Linked DNA regions of Mus musculus: regions 1, 2, 3, 4 and 6 are each linked to region 5. Evidence: chromatin contacts called from public Hi-C and HiChIP or PLAC-seq data. All regions are on one chromosome and are shown on one strand. Each heading gives the region's core, a stretch centred on a gene start, on an enhancer-like site or on the middle of the called end of the contact. The rest is flanking DNA. Distances are from core to core; before and after follow the strand shown.

Region 1 (3,119 bases), core at 203-2,702, 310 kb before region 5:
TGTGTGTGTGTGTGTGTGTAAAACATAGCTCCTCAAGGTTGGGCACTACTTTGCACTGAAATGGGAACCAGAGAGGGAAGAGAAAAGATCACATGCCCCAAAAATGACCTCAACCATCAAATGGATTAACTCACAGCAGGAGGTTTGGGACATAAAGTAGTATCAAACAAATGCAGCCTAAGTTCCTTTCCTTTTGTGCCTTTATTGAACACTACCTAGATATAAGGCTCCGAGTTAAGTAGCACAAGAAAGGAAGGATAGCCATAAGCCCCAATCCCTGCCAGCTAAGCATTTATGGTCTGGTTACAACATCAGTCTGAATCATAAGCAATCACCATATAAGACTATCAGTTAAGTGCTCAAGAGAACCCCACCTCCAGAATTCCATTTCTTTCTATTGAACAATTCCGAGATCTGGCCCCATGCCACGAAGCACCTGGGGCTTGGTTCCCTTTCTCTCACCAGGCAATATTCTGTTTTACAGTGTACCATCCACACTAAGGCTCCTCTTTCCATCTTCCTGTTGAATCTTCTCCAAGTGTGTGTGTGTGTGTGTGTGTGTGTGTGTGTGTGTGTGTGGTGTTACAGTGAACTTGCCCCAGACAAAGTACATGTTGCTAAAGCCATTCCTGAGCGATCTTCAGAATACACTGTCCCCACACCTGGGAACTGTTTATGAGGCTTGAACTCACTAGCCTGCCCTATCAAACCTGCCCAATTGGGCAATGCAGTCAAACAGCCTGGGAGAGGATCAATGCTGGGAGTCCAAGGGTCCCAGTGAGAAAGAGCTTGGCAGAAAAGCTTCAGGAGCCCTTAATGGTAAAGGCTAAGTGCTGAAGGCACACACACACACAGAGAGAGAGAGAGAGAGAGAGAGAGAGAGAGAGAGAGAGAGAGAGAGAGGAGAGAGAGAGAGGAGAGAGAGACAGTCAGACAGACAGACAGAGACAGAGATAGACAGAGAGACAGAGAGACAGACAGAGACAGAGACAGACAGAGACAGAGACAGAGACAGAGACAGAGACAGAGACAGAGACAGAGAGAGATGTCCCAGATACCACAAGAAAGCAGATGAGTTGGGAAAGATCCTCAGTTGGACTGAGACCCAGGAGTTGCCGAAGTTTCTCAAATTCCACCACCCCCACCTTGAGTTGCCGAGATGATGAAATAATGCAGATTTTGAATTATCTCTACAGATGAGCTGAGAAACCCAGAACCACTGCCCCCTCCCAAGCCACCGCTGGTGGCTACTAAAGGCTACAGGTTGGTCTTGTCACAGCCCCATGAGCATGTTAGGGATCAGAGTGCGGGTCCCCATAAAGCACAGCGTGATGGATGTCAGCCTGGAGATGAGTTACTTCACCTATTAGCTGGCAATGGAAGTGCCAGGTGGAAACAGAGTGTTGAAATGCAGAAGAGCTGCATCCCCACCCCGAGGCATGATGAAACAGTTGGAAGAAGTCTTCACAGGCACTTGGCACATGTATGAGAGAGCAGAGCAGGTTGGGGCCAGGCTGGGGACTCTCAACTTCAACAACCAGACTTGACCATGAATACACTCTGGGCGAAGGCACAGAGGAGGGGTTCCCAGGGGTCAGCACATCTGCATAGGGGGAAGCCTAGCCAAGGTACAGTGTGCCATGCAGACTCAACTCCTAGTGGCCTCGAAGAGTCTCAATTTTGTGCTTGATTGTTCTGATGAGCCATGGGGGTGGGAGGGGGTGGGGCAGGGCAGAGGCTGCAAATGAGCTAAAATGTCATAGCTAGAAAGGTAGGAAGAGACATATGGCTACAGAATGAAGTTGGGGGGACGAAGAAATTGAAAGGGGAAAGAAAGAAAAGTGGTAGAAGAGGGGTGGACGAAGAAAAAGAAGGATGGAAAGAGGAAGAAGAGAGGAACAGAGGATAAAACATTGGCTGCATCTGTAAAGGCTGCTGTTTCTGGGAGCCAGAGTTCTCAGAAATTTGATACTCTGATGTGCAGAATGTGCATATGAACGTGTGCAAGCACATGTGTCCTTGCAGATGTGTGAGAACGGAATATAGATGCAATTGCTTGCTGTGCTGTTCTAGTATGTGAGCATGTGTATGTTGACATGATATATGTGTGTGTGTGTGTGTACATGTGTGTGTGTGCATGTGATTGTGGGTGTGCTTTTATGCATGAACATGTTCGTATGCTGTGTTTTATGGGTGCCCATATATGCATGCCTGCATCTGTGCCTAAGCATCCTAGGCTAAGACTTAAAAGGGTTAGAATGGTATCGGGACCGCCATGGAACAGCTTCATGTGACCTTCAGTAAGTCATGTCTCCAGGCTGGCTGTCAGGTTTCTTGCATGTTCTTTATAGAACAATGCTTACCACATAAAGGTCGTTCAGTTAATATTTAGTAAGTACTAAGTACTTTAAGTAACTAAGTACTTTAAAGTAACGCTATCTGCTTAAGGTTAAGGAAATTTTTTAAAATGAAAATTACATGCAATACTACTTTCTTTGTTCATGACACATAATAGAAGCTCAATAATTATTGGATTTGTCCCTTTAGGGCAGTGCTACTAAGAACTTAAAGCAATTCTTGAGTCCATCTCAGGGGTTTCTGGGCTCCCATTAAGGTATCTATTAACCAGACTGCTTTCAATTACTGCCTGCTTTCAGGCAAAATTTGACAACCATACATTTGCAAAAATTAAAAGTACGTTTGAATTTAAACAACTTGAAGATCAGGGAGGTCAGCTTTGCTTTCGGCAACTTGGGATTGGGGGGGTGGGGGGGCGGGTTGTGAAGGGCAGGAAGTTTGCTAGTGACCTGAGGTCCTGACCTCCTGTCTGGGTGTCACACATGTAGTTCACAATCATACACGGTAGGAATTGTTATCAGCACGCAGTGGAAGTGGCTAGGGCCCAGAGAGATTGAGTAAGCCATCCACGGCCACAATGCTCACCACAGGCCCGCAGAGCTAATTCCAAACCCATCAAATGGTATTCAAAGCTGGGAAGGTAAAAAGCCCACTTTACTTGGGCAGGCAGAGCGAGGGCTAAGGCCACAAACATCTCAAAATCAAGTCAGCCGCAGTTGAGTATTGCCAGATGGAGCCAGGGCCGTGTGGCAATCAGAAAA
Region 2 (3,216 bases), core at 427-2,926, 380 kb before region 5:
GCCCCGCTCGGCTCCGCTCCCGCCCACCCAACTCCACTCTACCCCACTAGCCCCACCCCCACCCCACCCCCGATCCAGCGCTTTTCCCAACTGCCCTACAGGTCGGCTTTCTCCCAATCAAGGACACAGCCCATATCTTTTTTTATTTGTTCCCCCAAAGCCAGGAGCCTGGCTGGAACTTTTCAAAATAATCTAGGTTATTTAAAGGATGGTGAGGGTTCTGGGCGGGGACTTCAGTCATCTAAATTTAGCCTAGAAAATGCCCACAGTGGTACATGATGATTAAACACATTGTGCAAAAATAAAAGAAGAAGATCTGGCAAGGCAAGAGTGACATATCAAAAATCTAAGTACTTAAAAGATGCAGTCGCTCGATGTGTGCTTTCTCCACCACACCAGAGATCACTAGTGTGAACACCATAGGCCATCTGGGCCAGAATGGCTGAGAGGACCTTAAAACACCTCCCTCACAGCTGTGGTTATGATTGGTACAACACCGTGTGAAGAAAGAAAGCGTCTTGTGGCCATCGCACTAGCACAAGCTCTGACACGTTAAGAGCAATGGCACCTTCAACAAGTCACATAGGCTCTCTGGACCTCAGTTTCCTCATCTGAAAACTTGGCCTCCCTGTTTTAGTGCACACCCATATGATGAGGTGATTAAGGTTGTGGGGCGTCAACAAAGGCACCTAGAAAGTGCAAACGTCTCCATCCTTAGATGATTTGTTCCCCCCCCCCCAAAAAAATCACACAGAAAGGTGAAGGGCATCTGTCAGCGTCACTGAAGGAAAAGTTCTGAATTCTGAAAAATTTAGATCAGTAGTTCTCAACCTATGGGTGGCAAGCCCTGTGGGGACCGAACATCCCTTTCACAGGGGTCGCACACCAGATATCCTGCACATTACAAGTCATAACAGTAGAAAATTACAGCTACAAAGTAGCGACACAAATAATGTTGTGGTTGGGATCAGCACAACATGAGGAGCTGAATTGACGGTCACAGCACTAGGAAGGGTGAGAACCACTGCTCTAGATGGACAGAAGGCAGTCAAATGAGTCTCCTGAGTTTCTATGCTGGGTTTTTACATCACTGTTGCTCCTCAGAAACCATCACCAAGAGCTGCTGTTAGAACTGTCAACTGCTGGGAGTCTGACATCAAGGATGCTCGGGTGACTGAGGAGATGAATAACTTGATCTTGCTCAAGCAGCTAAGCTCCGGGAAGGGAACTATGGTTGCTTATAATGGCCACCAGGGGGAGACAAATAGGGCTACGCGGGGGGAAAAAAGAGTTCTTAACTGCGGTGGTCCGCACTATCCACACGTTTTCTCTCAAGTTATTTCCTTTCTTATAAATGTCTGCCTCTAGCCCTTTACCAATTGTCAGATTCTCAGATGCCTTCTCAGTGTAAGCAGCGCAACCCCCAAGGATGAGAGAGCTAAGAGCACAAACACTGCACTGCTGACCTGAGATTAGCTTTGGCTGGTACCGGCTAACTACCTCCCCTGATTTCCACCCTGTTTGCCAGCACGCCCCTCCAGTCTATGACTTCCAGTTAGACTTCCAAGCGTACAATCTCCCTCTACTGCTTGCACAATGGCAGAAGCTTCTAGACGCTCCCCAAGCCTGTTTCCTCTTTTCCCCAAGCACGCGAGACCACATCTCTGGATCTCCCTTGCAGTTAGTTCAGTAGGATGCTGACCGATGGGTGCTGTCACAGCCTCTGACCTATTGCCACACTCTCTCTTCCCCTTCCACGATGACTTCAACAGCTCCTTAGTTAACGACGTTCACAAAATGGAAGGGTCCTCAAGTCGCTGTTTGTTGAGAAGACACGCTCCCCATAACAACACGATTCGCATCAAAGCTTAAGTAACTGTTCAGCCACCGAGAATGAAGGGATGTTAGCAACGGAATGTAGAGTTTACCACTTAGTCTCACCAGCCATAGCCCCTGGCTTACCCAATTCTCATCATGTGACAAGCACTGCTACTAACACAGCTATTACTGGTACAGTCGCTGTTCAATGGTATTTTAGTAATAGTGTTACCTGGTAAAGACCCAAGGACCACTCACCCGGCATGACCAAAATTTGAATTGGGAGTCTGTATTGAGCAGGCTGGGGACGGCCTGAAGAGAAACGCTTCCCAAAAGGCAGCCCTGAAAGCGCATTGCAGGGAGCTTTCAAAATTAAAGAACACAGAAAAACTATATCCTGGTTTGCCAGCAGGGAAGCAAGTTTAACAAGCAGTTTACCAAGAGTCAAGAGCATGCCGTTAGCTAGGGCATTTCAACCCCGAGTTTCTAAAACAAGGTTGGGTGCTTTCCCACGGGACTTCTAATAGCAGGGGGTGAGGGAGCCAAAGATGGCTTCAGCTGGGACAAGATGGAGAAGCTTTCTCACCTTCACAATAGAACGACATTATAAAGGCATCAATAATTAGTTCTTGACCCTGTGAAGCACCTACCTTGTTAATCCATTGGGATCCATGGATTTTCCAGGGTCATTTCTGTGAATACTCAAGTCTTTTTATTTTTATTAATTATTCTATTTGTCTGCATTTCAAATGATATCCCACTTCCCAGCTACCCCTCCACAAATGCCCCTCCCACATCCACCCTCTCCTGCCTCTCCTTTGCCTCTATGAGGGTGCTCCTCACCTACTCTTGCCCGACCACTCCAGCATTCCCCTATGCTGGAACATCAAACTTCCACAGGCCCAAGGGCCTCCCCGCCCATTGATGTCAGACAAGGCCATCCTCTGTTACATATGTATCTGGAGTCATGGATCCCTCCCTGTACACTCCTTGGCTGGTGGTCTAGTCCCTGGGATTACTGGGTGGTCCAGCCAGCCAACACTCTTCTTCCTATGGGGTTGCAATCCCTCTCCACCCCTCCAGTCCTTCCACCAGCAAACTCACTGGGACAGCTCAGTGGTTGGCTCAGTCTGATGGTTGGTTCCAAGCATCCACTTCTGCATTGGCCAGTTCTTGGCTGAACCTCCCAGGGAACAGCCACACCAGGCTCCTGTCAAACAAGTGCCTCTTGGCACCAGCAACAGTGTCTTGAGCTTGGTGTCTGCAGACAGGATGGATCCCCTCATGGGGTAGTCCCCAGATGGCCCTTTCTTCAGTGTCTGTTCCATTTTTGGCTTTTTGGTTTTTTGGGTTTTTTTGGTTTTTTGGTTTGGTTTGGGTTGGGTTGGGGTTTTTTTG
Region 3 (2,844 bases), core at 328-2,827, 280 kb before region 5:
ATAACTTCTTTAAAGGTGGGACCCTGTGTCTACTTCTGCCTCTCAGTGCTGGACCCCTGTCTGGCTTCAACCTATGCAAGTCTTGGATGTGAGATCACAGTTAAAATCAGAAGGCATTTCATGAAAAGCTCTACTTCTGGCATTTGTTTTTCTCTCTTTTGAGTGTGGGTGTGTTACATGTATTCGAGTGTATGCACATTCATATATGTGTAGATACACATGTGTGCAGGCGAATGTGTACCTGCCCAAGGTTGATACTGACTCTCTGTTGCTCTTTGTCTTCTACACTGAGGCAAGGGTTCTCACTAAACCTAGTACTTGCTATTTCAGCTGGTCTAGCTAGCCACCTTGCTCTGAGGATCACATCTCTACCTCCCACATGCTGAGATTTCAGGTGGCCACCTTGCCCACCTGGCTCTTAATGGATCCTGGTCAGTCTTCACACTCGTGCATCAAGTGACCCACTGACCCATCTCCCCAGCCCCTATTTCTTGGCATTTCTCAAAACTCCAGGAGATGCGTGCGGCCCCCTGGTTTCATGTGCTGTGCATTCAGGTGTGCCAATAATCCAATTGGTTTCAGGTCAGTAGCCAGTAGCGCTGGGCTGTGTCACCCTGATAACAGTCACCCTCCATCTTCTGCGGTTCACATGTGTTTGCATGTGCTAAGCCTAGCCTGGCTGGCTCCTTTCTGTGCCCGACCAGATGTTAAATGCACTGGAGTGTGTGGCCTGGATTATCAGCATCACCCTGACTCACTTAGCATGGTGGAGACCTTTTCCTGCACCTTTGAGTCACCCAGGCAACTCTGAAGGTGTCCAGGATGCACCTGAGCCCAGTAAGGTGACAACCTCTGGAAATAGGTCTGGGGTGTGAAACTCAGCAGATGTCCAAGTATTCAGAGCTGACCAAAGTTCATCATGCCTGTCTGTCCTCAGGAGAAGAATCACAACACAACCAGCTGGCCAGGTCAGAGCTGAGAGTCTGGACTTCCACCAGCTCCAAGGAGAAGCAGTGCTTAATCTCCAGGGACCACACAAAAACCAATAAGGGAACGAATACAGCTCCTCTGAGCGTGTGCTCTTGCAGCCTGGAAAGTTCCCTATACAGTTGCTATCTCCTGTGAGATTGGCTAACACATGTAGCTAGGAAACCTAAAAAGGGGTGAGGTCACATAGAGTCAAGAACTCCTACCTCTCCACCCCTTTATTCCCACCACCACCCCCCCCTTCCTGCCATCAGAGGAAAAACTCTTCCATCTATCCAAGTGACTGTCTACTGCTTACTCCAGGGGGAGACACAAGGGTGACATCCCAAAACAAAGTCAAACCTTGCAGGACCCATTTCTGCATGCAAGGGTCTCTTCAGAGCTGCCCATCCTCTGTGGAAAGGGCTTTTGTGAGGGGCAGCAGCAAAGACAGCATCAGGCTCAGCCCCAGAACAAGCAGGAACTAATAAAGAGAAAGAGTCCCAACCGAGGCTGCAGCTCGGTGCTGGGACAACCTCCCTCTCTGAAGAGGGTACCCCACAGTGCCTGAGTCAGAGGGCTGTGAGCTCAGCCCCAGGCTGGCGGGCCGGGAGGGTGAGTCAGAGGGTGTGGAGAGAAGTGAACTTCTTCCCTGGCCAAATATGGGCTCTGTTCTGCTCTGTCTTGCCATCCTCACTGCCAGAGGCTGAAAGCTACATCTGCTCCACAGGACAGTGAGGTCCCTGACAAAAATGGAAACTATTCCTCCCTCCACTCACCCCCTCCCCTCCCAGGCCAGTGGGTGGCATTTTGCTGAACACTCTCCAAGCACCTTGCATTCCCAGCCTCTTCTCACCCAGTCTTGTTATTGATAGTGTAAAGCAGAGGCAACCATAGCGTGCTTTGAGTCTATTTTTTTTTTCTCATGATGGAGTCTTACTCCATAGGATGGGAGGCAAGAAGGAAAGAGAGTCCTCTGCCCCAAACACAACATGAAGAACATAATAGATCTGATCAACTCTTCAGTTCCTTAAATGAAGAAAGCAACAGCAACAGAGAGAGGGAGAGAGTGGGGGGGAGAGAAAGAGAGAGGGAGAGGGAGAAAGAGAGAGAGAGAAAGAGAGAGAGAGAGAGAGAGAGAGAGAGAGAGAGAGAGAGAGAGAGAGAGAGAGAGGTGTCCTCTGCCAACAGACTTAATTCCTTGAGGAAATACCTTGCATAGCATTCTTTATATGCCAGGCACTGCTCTAAATCTCAAATTAGCTCACTTACCATGAGGCTTCCCACATCTATCGTCACCACTAACCCCTGAGGACAGTGCTGCTACTATGAGACCCATTTTACAGATGAGGAGCCTAAGACTCAGTAGGTAACTACTCTAGTCATGCAGGCAGCATATGAAGCTAGCATTTCAGTCTCCAAACGCCAGTCTCACACTCAGTACCCTAAATAGAATTTGATTCATTTCTGTATCTCCGATGTCTGGTGCATGCTGGACAATATTAAATGTGGACCACATAGAGTAATTAATAAATGTATGTTTTCCAAGTAGACAGTGGATTCTGTAGCGGTGAGTTTTTAGCTACACCGTTTTTGTGCACCCAGCAGGTCATATGCTTCCAGCTACTTGCCCAGGAACTCTTTGGATTTGCAAATGGAACACACACACACACATTAGCTTATTTTTAATATGCTGTCTAGCTTAATGGCTGGGCAGTTCTAATCCTCCCACGGCTAGCATACTTTCCCTCCAGTATTCCTGGCTCAACACCTTCTAAATCTACCTTTAACTTTGCTGCCCTGTTACCTTCTGTGAGGCCCATTGGTCTTTACTGCCCAAGACACTTCTGGGCAGCCCTGTCAGGGGCTGCTTCCCTT
Region 4 (2,983 bases), core at 425-2,924, 360 kb before region 5:
TCACTGAAAAGCAGAGAGGTTATGCAGCTTGCCCAAGTTCTCTTGCAAGCAAGAGACAGAGTCATGGTCCATACCCCATCTTGCTGCTGCTGATGCAGAGCTTGGCTAGAGACAGAAGGAGATCCAGTAAATAGAAAGGAAGAAAGCTCTAAAGAGAGAAGAGGAAGCCTTAGCAGCACCCCATCATGGTCAAAGGCAAGACAAGATGCCTGCTACCATCAGCACTGACACTGACATTGAACATGAAGCAGACGAAGAAGCAGACAGGGAAGAAAAAAAAAAACAAAACAGATTGGAAAAGGACTCTCTGGGAGGCACCCACGGATTCTGAACCTCTAAGGGAAGACCTCTTTCCTCTGTAGACTGGTCAGTTAGCCCAGCCTGCTGCCACTCAGGAATCAGACATCATGAGTCTCGGTTGCCGCCCCACCTCATGCAGCTGAGCAAACTTGAGCAAGCATGTCTCCTTGGAACCCCTATATCCTTAGATCTCTCAGCAGCAATGGTTCCTTGGTAGGTTGTCTGAGCCGTATATGAAGGTAGCAAGCGAGACAACAATGAGATGGAGTCATTCTGAGCCCTGATTCTGGAACTAGCCAGTTGGTCCCCCATTCCTATGACACATTAGTTATAGGTCATAAGTGATACACCTTGCATCTCTGTGCTTCAATCTCCCATCAGGTAGGGATGATGGTACCAATCTTCTAAGGCCAGCAAGATGGTTAGAGTGAGCCAATACTCATAAATTACTTTGAGCAGCAGCTTGCAGAACAGTACAATAGAAACAGGTGTCAAATTAAGATCTAAATGATGAAACGGAGCATGCCAGTACACAGGAGCAATCCCAGCAGTGAGGGGAGCAAGAGCATCATGAGTTTGAAGCCATACTAAGCTATATAACAAGACCCTGTCATTTATTATAAATATATGTATGTATATGTATACATACATACATACATACATACATACATACATACATACATATTGGCTCCTGAATCAACAAACAAAGGCTAATGTTCTTAAGGAAGGGCTCTCAGATATGTCCTCTGGCTTACACATACACACACACACACACACACACACACACACACACACTCATACACACATACACACAAAATAAATAGGAAATGAAGCAAGAGACCAAAGTTCATAATATACATATAGAAGAGTGTTGTGGTAACATTGATTATTTGATTTAATTGTGTTATACAATATGTGCTAATTTTTAAAAGGGAAACATTAACAGGAAGTTGTACCTGTGGGAGAAAAGGTTTTTTTCTCTCCTCCTCACAGGACAGGAATTACAACTGATTCAGAATTTTGTTTAAGAAGGAAACCCAGACTCTGAAGGCATCATAATTTGCAGAGGTGGTTTGGCAAGAGAAAAAGGTTGGATTTTCTGCTCAACTCTAAGTCTTTGCCCAGTTTCCTCCCATGTCTGGGCAGGTGGACCGAGAGAGTAGGACCCTGAGGGCTCCTCCATTTGGCCATCAGAGTGCCATCTGTTGGTGATGACCTGCTCTAACACCGTGTGCCTCAGTGAGGGACAAGCTCATGTCAACCTCTGGCCCAGAGCAGGTATTGAGTAAGCCCTTCCTGTCTCCATGTGCCTCCCCTTGGAAGATTCGGATTATTCCGGACCTAGAAGCAGGCTTCCTCAGGCCATGGCCACATGCCTAGATGACTCACACCTAATTCCTGTAACACTGATCTTCAGGGCTCCAGCTTGGGCCAGCTGATCTCTGAATCCTTTCATTCCTCCTGACAAATATTATTAAGAATAACACGGAACACCAGGGATGTCTCAGGCACTCGGCTGCTAGGCACCAGGAACACAGCCATGAACTAATATGGGAAGGAGATTAACAACTAGAACATAACAAGTCCTGTTAGGTGGGATCACCGGGGAGACATTCCAGCCCAGTGCAGGGCAGGGACATGAGGAAGGAACAATTGCACAACATCTGCTATGTGGTAAGCACAGACCCATTCATTCCCTTTTTGCTAACATACTCAACCATTCTGTAAGGTAGGTGACGAATCCTCAACTTACCGTCATGGTCAACGAAGAGCAGACAGACTCAGAAACTAGCCTAAAGTCACACAGCCAGGACATAGTTCAATCAGTGCACACAGTGGGATTCCAGAACTCATGCTGTCTGCCATCATTCAGCCTCCACAGTGGGCTACAGTGTCACTTGCCTGGTACCCCAACACTTTTCTCTTTAACATTCTAATTCTTTCAAGTCTAGAAAAGAGTGAGTTACCACCTAGACTACCAATGCCGTATTCATATCGAGAACCAGGAATGAATCTCATTCTCCAGGGAACGGTTGTTTCAAGGTCATTGATATCTGTAGAATGATCCTTATGGGTGATAGTTTGAATGTGCAGGTATAACTTACAATATGACTAGATTCATTTAAGTCCAGTTCAATGAACTGAGGCCAAACATGATCCGATCTTGCACCAGACGCTACATCCCATCTCTATCCTGACTCTGGACTTAAGTAAGCTCTCAAGATCCAGTTTCAGAGACAAGAAGTAATCTCGTCTCAATGCAGAGTGCTGACCCATATACAATCACAGTGCATCATTTGGGGGAAACCTCCCAAGAAGGGGCAGAAATATCATAAGAGCCAGAGAACCAGGACACTCAGTGTTAGATAGTATCATCTAGACATGACAGGAAAGCTACACCCATGAAATCTCAATATGGTTGTCTAATCAAGACTTGCATAATAACAACTCCAGTTGATGTGCCAAGGTAGATGGGAAAATTTCACAAAGTTCCATGCCTAGACAAAGAGCTACAGATGATCATTGGGGGACTTCAAGAACCAGCTTTCTCCAAGAACAGTGACCCCTGATAGGTTGTCTAATCCCAAGTGGTCAGCCTGTGCATACAAAACAACACTAAACAGACTCTGGAAGCTGTGCCTGTGTTATGTATACATACATTCTTTCTGTCCCCTCTTCTGGA
Region 5 (3,135 bases), core at 220-2,719:
GGATCCTTTTGAGACAAAACACCTCAGGGATATTCCCAGCAGCCACAAGGCCGGAGTCAGAAAGCTGTAAGGGATCTCTGACTGCAGAATAAGGAACTGTGTGTTGTATCCAAGACTCAGCAGCAGCTCCATCACCAAGCATTAGCTCTTACACAGTCCTCACGCATCTCCTGGAACTCACAGAGATCCCCAATCTTTACTGGGAAGACATCTGAGTAAAGAGATTTCAAGCCTCTGAAAGGGTTTGGGTGTGGTTGAAATGGGTAACTTTGAAAACTTAGCAACACAGGATACACTATGAGTAAGTTCTTTAAAAAAAAAAAAAAAACCAAAGCTAACTCACCAGATCCTTCTGAAAGGGTTCTTTTATTAATTTCAGTGAAGTCAAGCAGAGAACAAGTTGTAATATGAAACACAATTTATGCAACTATGTTGAAATTCTCTACCAGAGTTGCATCTTCTAATGTACAATTTTATGGTAAAATAATTTCAAAATACTATCAAAAATTAGGCTAGGCTCCTTTTGGTTTTAAGACTATCATAGGAAAACCATTTTTTATATAAGTCATTGAAGTTCTAAGACAAAATGATAGTGTCTTTAAATTAGAAAAAAAAAATTGGAAGAGCTGAAACTAAACCTCAATTGAAATTACACTGTTGGGCAACTCCAAAAGCTAAACAAAAACATGTTAAAATAGAAATTGCAACATCAAGGGAAAACCATTCTCATATAGCGTTCTAGACTCAGCCCTAGCTGATCATGGATGAGGCGAGTTGCTCTGTCCTAGGTTTTCCCACAGTCAGCCAACAGGCTACTCACGATTTAGCAGCCACTTGGGTTGACTCAGGGAAAGGCATGTGAGGGAGGCCTTTAAAGAGCCAACAGAGATCCCCTGGGTGGGTCTGGTCTGCCTTTCAAAACCCATGAACTTCCCATTATATAATCTCAAATAAGAAAAGTATTTCCTAAGTTAACCGCCTAGCTGAGTGTACAGCAGGCTGCAGTACCGCCTGCCTCCCTCCCTCCCTCCCCTGGTAAGAAAGAAAAGGAAAGAGCTTTGTGAATGGCACAATCACCTTGTCTGGTAAGGACAGAAGATTAATGAATCCTGCTTAATAGTACTACTAGACTTTTTAACAAAACTTCCAGAAGCCCCAGTATCTAATCTAAAATTTCCATATTTTACTAATCTCCTATAAAATAAACTGTTAAAGAAACCACAGAATTCTGAGAAGCTTGCTTTTCCAGAAAGCCCAAGAAAAATACTTTAGTTTCGCCATTCTCAAATTCATTTGACTTAGAAACAAAGTAAACATATTACTCTATTTAATATCATTGCACAAGCAAATTCACAAGAATGAAATGTGTTCAGAGTTCCTAGAAAAAATGTAGCAATGCAGGCTGCCAACTTGTTCAATGTCAAGCACCAGGCAGCTCAGCACCAGCAGTGACTCAGAGTGAATCACGCTTAAGCTATTTTTGCTTTTAAAGTCCTGCCAGGAGCTGTGTTAATATTCAACCCAGAGTAAATTTAGCTCAACAAGAAAACAAGTGTTTCCATGGTTGCTTCTTCACGGTGTTTATGGTATATGCGCAGCCATTCGGCTTAGGAACCCAGCCAGATCATCCAAATTGAAATGCTCATCTCTCATTTACATCCAGGCATTGGAACACAGGAAATACCAAATGCAATTCAGACTGCTGTCTACCTGCCTTCCTGGATCCCAGACAGCAACATGGCAGGCAGGGCATCATTAAAGGCCCCTCTTCAAGTCTGTACCACTGAAGGAGCTCCAGAGACTGCTAGTCATAGGTTTTACTTGGTTTGTATTACAAATCAAAACTCCATTCTCTGGTTGTGGCGGTGTAACAGACTAAAGTGCCTAAAGGACTTAGCAAAGCAGTAGAAAATTAGAAGGACAGGTACGACATGGAATCTTTACACAGGATCACAGACAGTGACAGTCTGGTTATGTGGCTCAGGTTTTAAAATAAATTAGTTACAGGCAATGAGTAAGTAAGATCTGATTGTCTTTATGTTAGAAGAAAAAAATTCCACATAACATAAAATTTATCATCTTGATGCCCTTATTGTTTTTGCAACAGAAAGAAAAGTGTACTCCCTACACTAGACAGGGCAGCAGGCTGGCAGCAAGACAGGAGAGCCACCAGCAATCCATCTTAGCCTTCATTCATTAGTGCTACAGTTCCAATTCTAAGTGTCCCTCACAGGCCAATAATGCAAAAGCTTGCCTAGTGTGTGATGCTGCAGTGAGGTCTAATGTTTCTAATGTGGAATCTAGTGGAGGAAATCTAGCCCCAAATCTGTCATCTGGGGGCTAGGAGAGTACCCTTAAAGGGGATCTGAGCCCATTCCCATCTATCTCTTTGCCCCCTGGCTGCCATAAGGTAAATTCGCCTCCTTCTATGTGTTTCAGTCATAGTATACTGTGTTACCATTTGGCCCAAAGCAATAGATTGTTGAGGGAAATATTATAAAATGAACACGCCAATTCTCAGCCAGGCCAGGCTATGCTCCTGCCTGCCGCTACCAACTCTCTAGGGCTAACCCCCATGTCAGGTGATCTCACTTGCTCAGTCTCTTGGCAGTCAACTCTTCGCCCCACAGGGCCACAGGGTTCCCACTGGGCCATCTCTAAGATGTCCCCCACAAGTTCCTCACACTTCCATGCAACACCCCACACACCCTATGAAAAGCCATCTCAACACCTAATTATCCAGTAGAAACATCACTCTTAAAGCTTAATTATCCAAGTAGATTTATATAACAATAAGATCACAATTTACAAGATGCCAATACAATAATTTCAGAGCCAATTGATAATGATAAAAGTTTTACCCCAATTATTCTAACCTTGTGAAAATCTTAGCTACTAGTTGCTGTTTAAAACCACATGGGATCGGGATCTTCTTCCTGACTATCTGCCTCCATGTTGGCTTCTCCTCCTCCTCCTTCGACCTCTGTCTTCTGCGACCTCTCTGTCTCCCCAACTCCTAGCTCCGCCTCCCTTTTCCTGTCCAATCACAGGCCCCCCACTGTCCTAATGTGATTGGACAGGGAAAATCCTGCAACAATAGAAAGTGTCAAGTGACCATGGACTGAGGCCTCTGAA
Region 6 (2,823 bases), core at 275-2,774, 350 kb before region 5:
TGGTGGAGAAATTCCTTAAGTGGCTTCTGATGGTCACACTTCATCTTCTGGCTTCGGATATGACACCTATAAGCTGGTGAGTTCTACTTTCAGGAGCCAATCGTGCGTGCTCATGAGCACATCCACACACATAGGAGAAGCTAGACCTTCCCCATAAAAAGGAAGAACAAAGGCAGGATTCCTGTGAACTTAAGAGAAATGCAAGCTTGTAGCTAATGAAGAAATGGAAACTAAAATGGTATCAGAACACAGAGGCTCATTTCCTCAAAACTTGATGATGGCCCCTGTTGAGGGGACCAGAAACCCGTCTTTATCTTAGGATTCCCAGGCCCCTCAGCTGCCCTGTAAAGGCTCATGTGACCATTTTGTCTCTCAGCTCTTTGAATTTGGCCTGTGTTTCTAGGAGACTTGAGTCAGGGACTGTATGTCTGGTCACTCAGGTAATTCACTACACAACTGGGAGAGGAGGGCCACTTCTACCAGACAATGTAACTGGATCCTTCCCAGTGATGTGGAGTGCTTCTACAAAGACATGATTGCTAATTGATTCTGTAACACTGCCATCTACACGTCATGATTCTCTCTGAGTCAGTCCCTTCCCTGTGCCTGATACCTTGCTCAGTAACCAGGACCTAACAATACCTCAATAAAAATCCTCAGAATTCAGAAGCAAGGAACTGGAGAAGATGGCCTTCACCTCGCTCAGACCCAGAACAAGCAAATATTGTAGAGAACAAAATGTTATGAGAACATGCCTGCTTCCTGGGTTATCCTTTAGAGAAGACATACAACACTGCAGTTGACATCTCTGGTTCTGAGGTAGAAAGGATCTGGGTTTTGAGTCACGGCTCCACAACTTACTGGGTCCTACTGAGCATGCTCCCAAACTGCCCCACGGCTGAATCTTCTATTCTGTGAGAAGTCAGTGAGACGAAGCCTCTATGGAGGGCCTGAAATGTGGTAAGACTTGCTCTATGCATCTCAGCTATAGTTGGAAAGTTACGATGTCAACTAATCAATTCAACAACGATCCCTGAGAGCAGACTTTCCCGCACCCAGACTTCCTATCCCAGGCGGGAGACTATGCCCAAAACCTACAAAGTGCTCAATAACAGCTGTCGGATGGAGGGGAGGAAGAAGGGGAAGAAGAAAGAGGAAGAGGAGAGTGGGAAGAAAGTGAGGATGCATGATGAAAGATGATGAAAGAGAGTCTGGAAAGTGAGGGGTCACTGACGGGGTCATAGGGGTGCAGCTCCTGTTCTGCCATCTCTAACTCTGTAACTCTGAGCTAGTCCATCCCTCTGCCTCACTCTGGAATATTTTAAGATGGAAGGTCCCTTCCCCAGCCAGCATCTGGTGGTGCCTGTCTAGTGGAGAGCAGAGGGGCAGGTGCTTGTTCCTGTTTGCAACACTTCCGCTGGCCTGAAGATGGCACCTCTGAGTCAGAAAGAAGCCAGTTTCTGCAGCCTCAGCTTCCAAGCATCTAAGTGCCTAGCAGACGGGATCTAGGGAAATCTATTGCTTGTTGCCTGAGGCAGTGAATGACTCCGCTTCCTTCCTTGCCTACCCCGCTTCTCCCAGTGCCCTCATATGGGGAGGCAGCTGGCTCTGTCATCCAGGTCCTGTTTCTTGCTGGTTGGCCTTGCGCAAAGGCACCCTGCTTTCCTGAGGACTCTTTCACTGTCAGCAAAAGGAGAATTACAGTCCCGGACTTAGTGCGAACTTCACATCAGATGCAGAGCACCGTGCCAAGCACCTGGTGGGGGACTCGTGAAGGATGGCTTCCATTTCTTCCAGGCCTTCCCCAGAATGTGGTCAGCACAGGAGAGGAATGAGTGGGACGACGAGGGAAGAGGAGATGACTCCAGAAAGATGACGTCACTCTGTGACAGGATGCTTCTGCTCGTATATGCCTGGTACTGCGGGGAGTGAATAAAGTCCTGAGTGAATGTTTGTTGGTGACAGGAAAAGGGCCACGAAAGTGGTCACGTCAATGCCACCAATGCCTCAGACTCACGGGAATTAGAAAGCCTTTCCCTGGTGCATGGATATTGGATACTGGCAGAAAATGTCCAGGGCAGCTTCCTCCTCCCGTGTGTTCACAGCCCGAGACTGCTCCCCATAGAGACCCCCACCAAGACTAGTTAAGTCTGCCCTCCTCCTTCAGCTGCATACTACACACTTGTTCAGCTGTGGACAGCCAACCCAGCTCCTTAGTACGGGTGTATGAAATGAACTGCTGAGTTCTATCAGAGCACATGACCCACCTGGTCCCAGCTTTCCTGCGCCTGTGCCTTTGTGCCTGCTTTCTTTTATTCCCTGTTGCCCCAGTCAGGTCAGTCCCTAAGCTGTTCAACTGTGTCCCTTCAAGGACCCATGTCTGTTTACTCTCCCCCTCGTCTCCCAAAGCCAGAGAGCAACGGTTGCCTTTCTGAATGAATAATGCAGCGGCTGCATTACGATCACCCTGCCCTTTGCTAGGCCTTTTGTGGGCTTTGACCTTACATATGCATATAGAGCTGCCATCTTTCCATATCCAGCTTCTGTGGCATGACCATGCTCTGTAAATGCATGGCTTTTACCGTGCAGTTTACTCTTCATATACTGAGCACCTCTGGGCACATGGCTGCCTGCTCAGTGTTCAACAGATGAGAGGTCCTGGAGGCTTGGCTGGCCTTCAGGCCAGAGATCCTGCTGCTAAGAAGGATGCACAGAGCCATCCAGGGTAAAGAAGACTCAAACGCTAGAAAATTAAGGCAAAAGACCATTGTACACCATTCCTCACATTCACATCCCAAGTGTTCTTTGGTTGTGATCACTTGA

The links. HiChIP or PLAC-seq counts read pairs in DNA pulled down with a chosen protein or histone mark. A called contact is a pair of places that touch in the nucleus more often than the background predicts.
Region 1: a FOXA1 HiChIP or PLAC-seq map of pancreatic cancer cells shows a contact between it and region 5. The contact joins two enhancer-like sites. A contact is called at or near these places in 2 of 15 datasets of contacts at CTCF or cohesin (CD8 T cells and the NIH/3T3 cell line), 7 of 484 Hi-C or Micro-C datasets (liver, muscle stem cells and pancreatic cancer cells) and 8 of 115 datasets of contacts at active chromatin or transcription factors (CD8 T cells, VIP interneurons, bone marrow-derived macrophages and 5 more).
Region 2: a contact with region 5 is called in a Hi-C map of bone marrow-derived macrophages, with 25 read pairs. The contact joins two enhancer-like sites. A contact is called at or near these places in 1 of 484 Hi-C or Micro-C datasets (bone marrow-derived macrophages) and 1 of 115 datasets of contacts at active chromatin or transcription factors (trophoblast stem cells).
Region 3: a FOXA1 HiChIP or PLAC-seq map of pancreatic cancer cells shows a contact between it and region 5. The contact joins two enhancer-like sites. A contact is called at or near these places in 1 of 15 datasets of contacts at CTCF or cohesin (the NIH/3T3 cell line) and 3 of 115 datasets of contacts at active chromatin or transcription factors (embryonic stem cells, extraembryonic endoderm stem cells and pancreatic cancer cells).
Region 4: a CTCF HiChIP or PLAC-seq map of the NIH/3T3 cell line shows a contact between it and region 5, with 6 read pairs. The contact joins two enhancer-like sites. A contact is called at or near these places in 1 of 15 datasets of contacts at CTCF or cohesin (the NIH/3T3 cell line), 3 of 484 Hi-C or Micro-C datasets (bone marrow-derived macrophages, embryonic fibroblasts and macrophages) and 8 of 115 datasets of contacts at active chromatin or transcription factors (the NIH/3T3 cell line, embryonic stem cells, extraembryonic endoderm stem cells and 5 more).
Region 6: an H3K27ac HiChIP or PLAC-seq map of trophoblast stem cells shows a contact between it and region 5, with 6 times the contacts expected there. The contact joins two enhancer-like sites. A contact is called at or near these places in 2 of 15 datasets of contacts at CTCF or cohesin (the NIH/3T3 cell line and large pre-B cells), 10 of 484 Hi-C or Micro-C datasets (the C10 cell line, the C2C12 cell line, the N1E-115 cell line and 6 more), 18 of 115 datasets of contacts at active chromatin or transcription factors (the NIH/3T3 cell line, astrocytes, cardiomyocytes and 12 more) and 1 of 9 other capture datasets (embryonic stem cells).

What each region holds. Positions count from the first base shown.
Region 1 is chr15:59,784,479-59,787,597 of GRCm38.p6, reverse strand. No RefSeq gene overlaps it. Among named protein-coding and RNA genes, the nearest start is that of Gm19510, 8.9 kb to the left of the region's middle. Within about 2 kb of position 1,452, at least 22 of the 459 cell types and tissues checked have an H3K27ac peak or open chromatin away from gene starts, as enhancers often do. A contact at or near this core is called in hepatocytes, liver and pancreatic cancer cells, where this site is marked.
Region 2 is chr15:59,863,326-59,866,541 of GRCm38.p6, reverse strand. No RefSeq gene overlaps it. Among named protein-coding and RNA genes, the nearest start is that of Gm36819, 42 kb to the right of the region's middle. Within about 2 kb of position 1,676, at least 47 of the 459 cell types and tissues checked have an H3K27ac peak or open chromatin away from gene starts, as enhancers often do. A contact at or near this core is called in bone marrow-derived macrophages, where this site is marked.
Region 3 is chr15:59,758,549-59,761,392 of GRCm38.p6, reverse strand. No RefSeq gene overlaps it. Among named protein-coding and RNA genes, the nearest start is that of Gm19510, 35 kb to the left of the region's middle. Within about 2 kb of position 1,577, at least 148 of the 459 cell types and tissues checked have an H3K27ac peak or open chromatin away from gene starts, as enhancers often do. A contact at or near this core is called in the NIH/3T3 cell line and pancreatic cancer cells, where this site is marked.
Region 4 is chr15:59,844,207-59,847,189 of GRCm38.p6, reverse strand. No RefSeq gene overlaps it. Among named protein-coding and RNA genes, the nearest start is that of Gm36819, 22 kb to the right of the region's middle. Within about 2 kb of position 1,674, at least 69 of the 459 cell types and tissues checked have an H3K27ac peak or open chromatin away from gene starts, as enhancers often do. A contact at or near this core is called in the NIH/3T3 cell line, bone marrow-derived macrophages, embryonic fibroblasts and 2 more, where this site is marked.
Region 5 is chr15:59,479,090-59,482,224 of GRCm38.p6, reverse strand. The region is part of intron 4 of Nsmce2 (NSE2/MMS21 homolog, SMC5-SMC6 complex SUMO ligase); the gene reads right to left. Among named protein-coding and RNA genes, the nearest start is that of Nsmce2, 110 kb to the right of the region's middle. Within about 2 kb of position 1,469, at least 228 of the 459 cell types and tissues checked have an H3K27ac peak or open chromatin away from gene starts, as enhancers often do. A contact at or near this core is called in the C2C12 cell line, the N1E-115 cell line, the NIH/3T3 cell line and 11 more, where this site is marked.
Region 6 is chr15:59,827,257-59,830,079 of GRCm38.p6, reverse strand. Gm36819 (a long non-coding RNA gene) reads right to left here. Exons shown (of 3, transcript XR_384128.2): 3 at 1-1,919. Among named protein-coding and RNA genes, the nearest start is that of Gm36819, 5.3 kb to the right of the region's middle. Within about 2 kb of position 1,524, at least 93 of the 459 cell types and tissues checked have an H3K27ac peak or open chromatin away from gene starts, as enhancers often do. A contact at or near this core is called in the C2C12 cell line, the N1E-115 cell line, the NIH/3T3 cell line and 9 more, where this site is marked.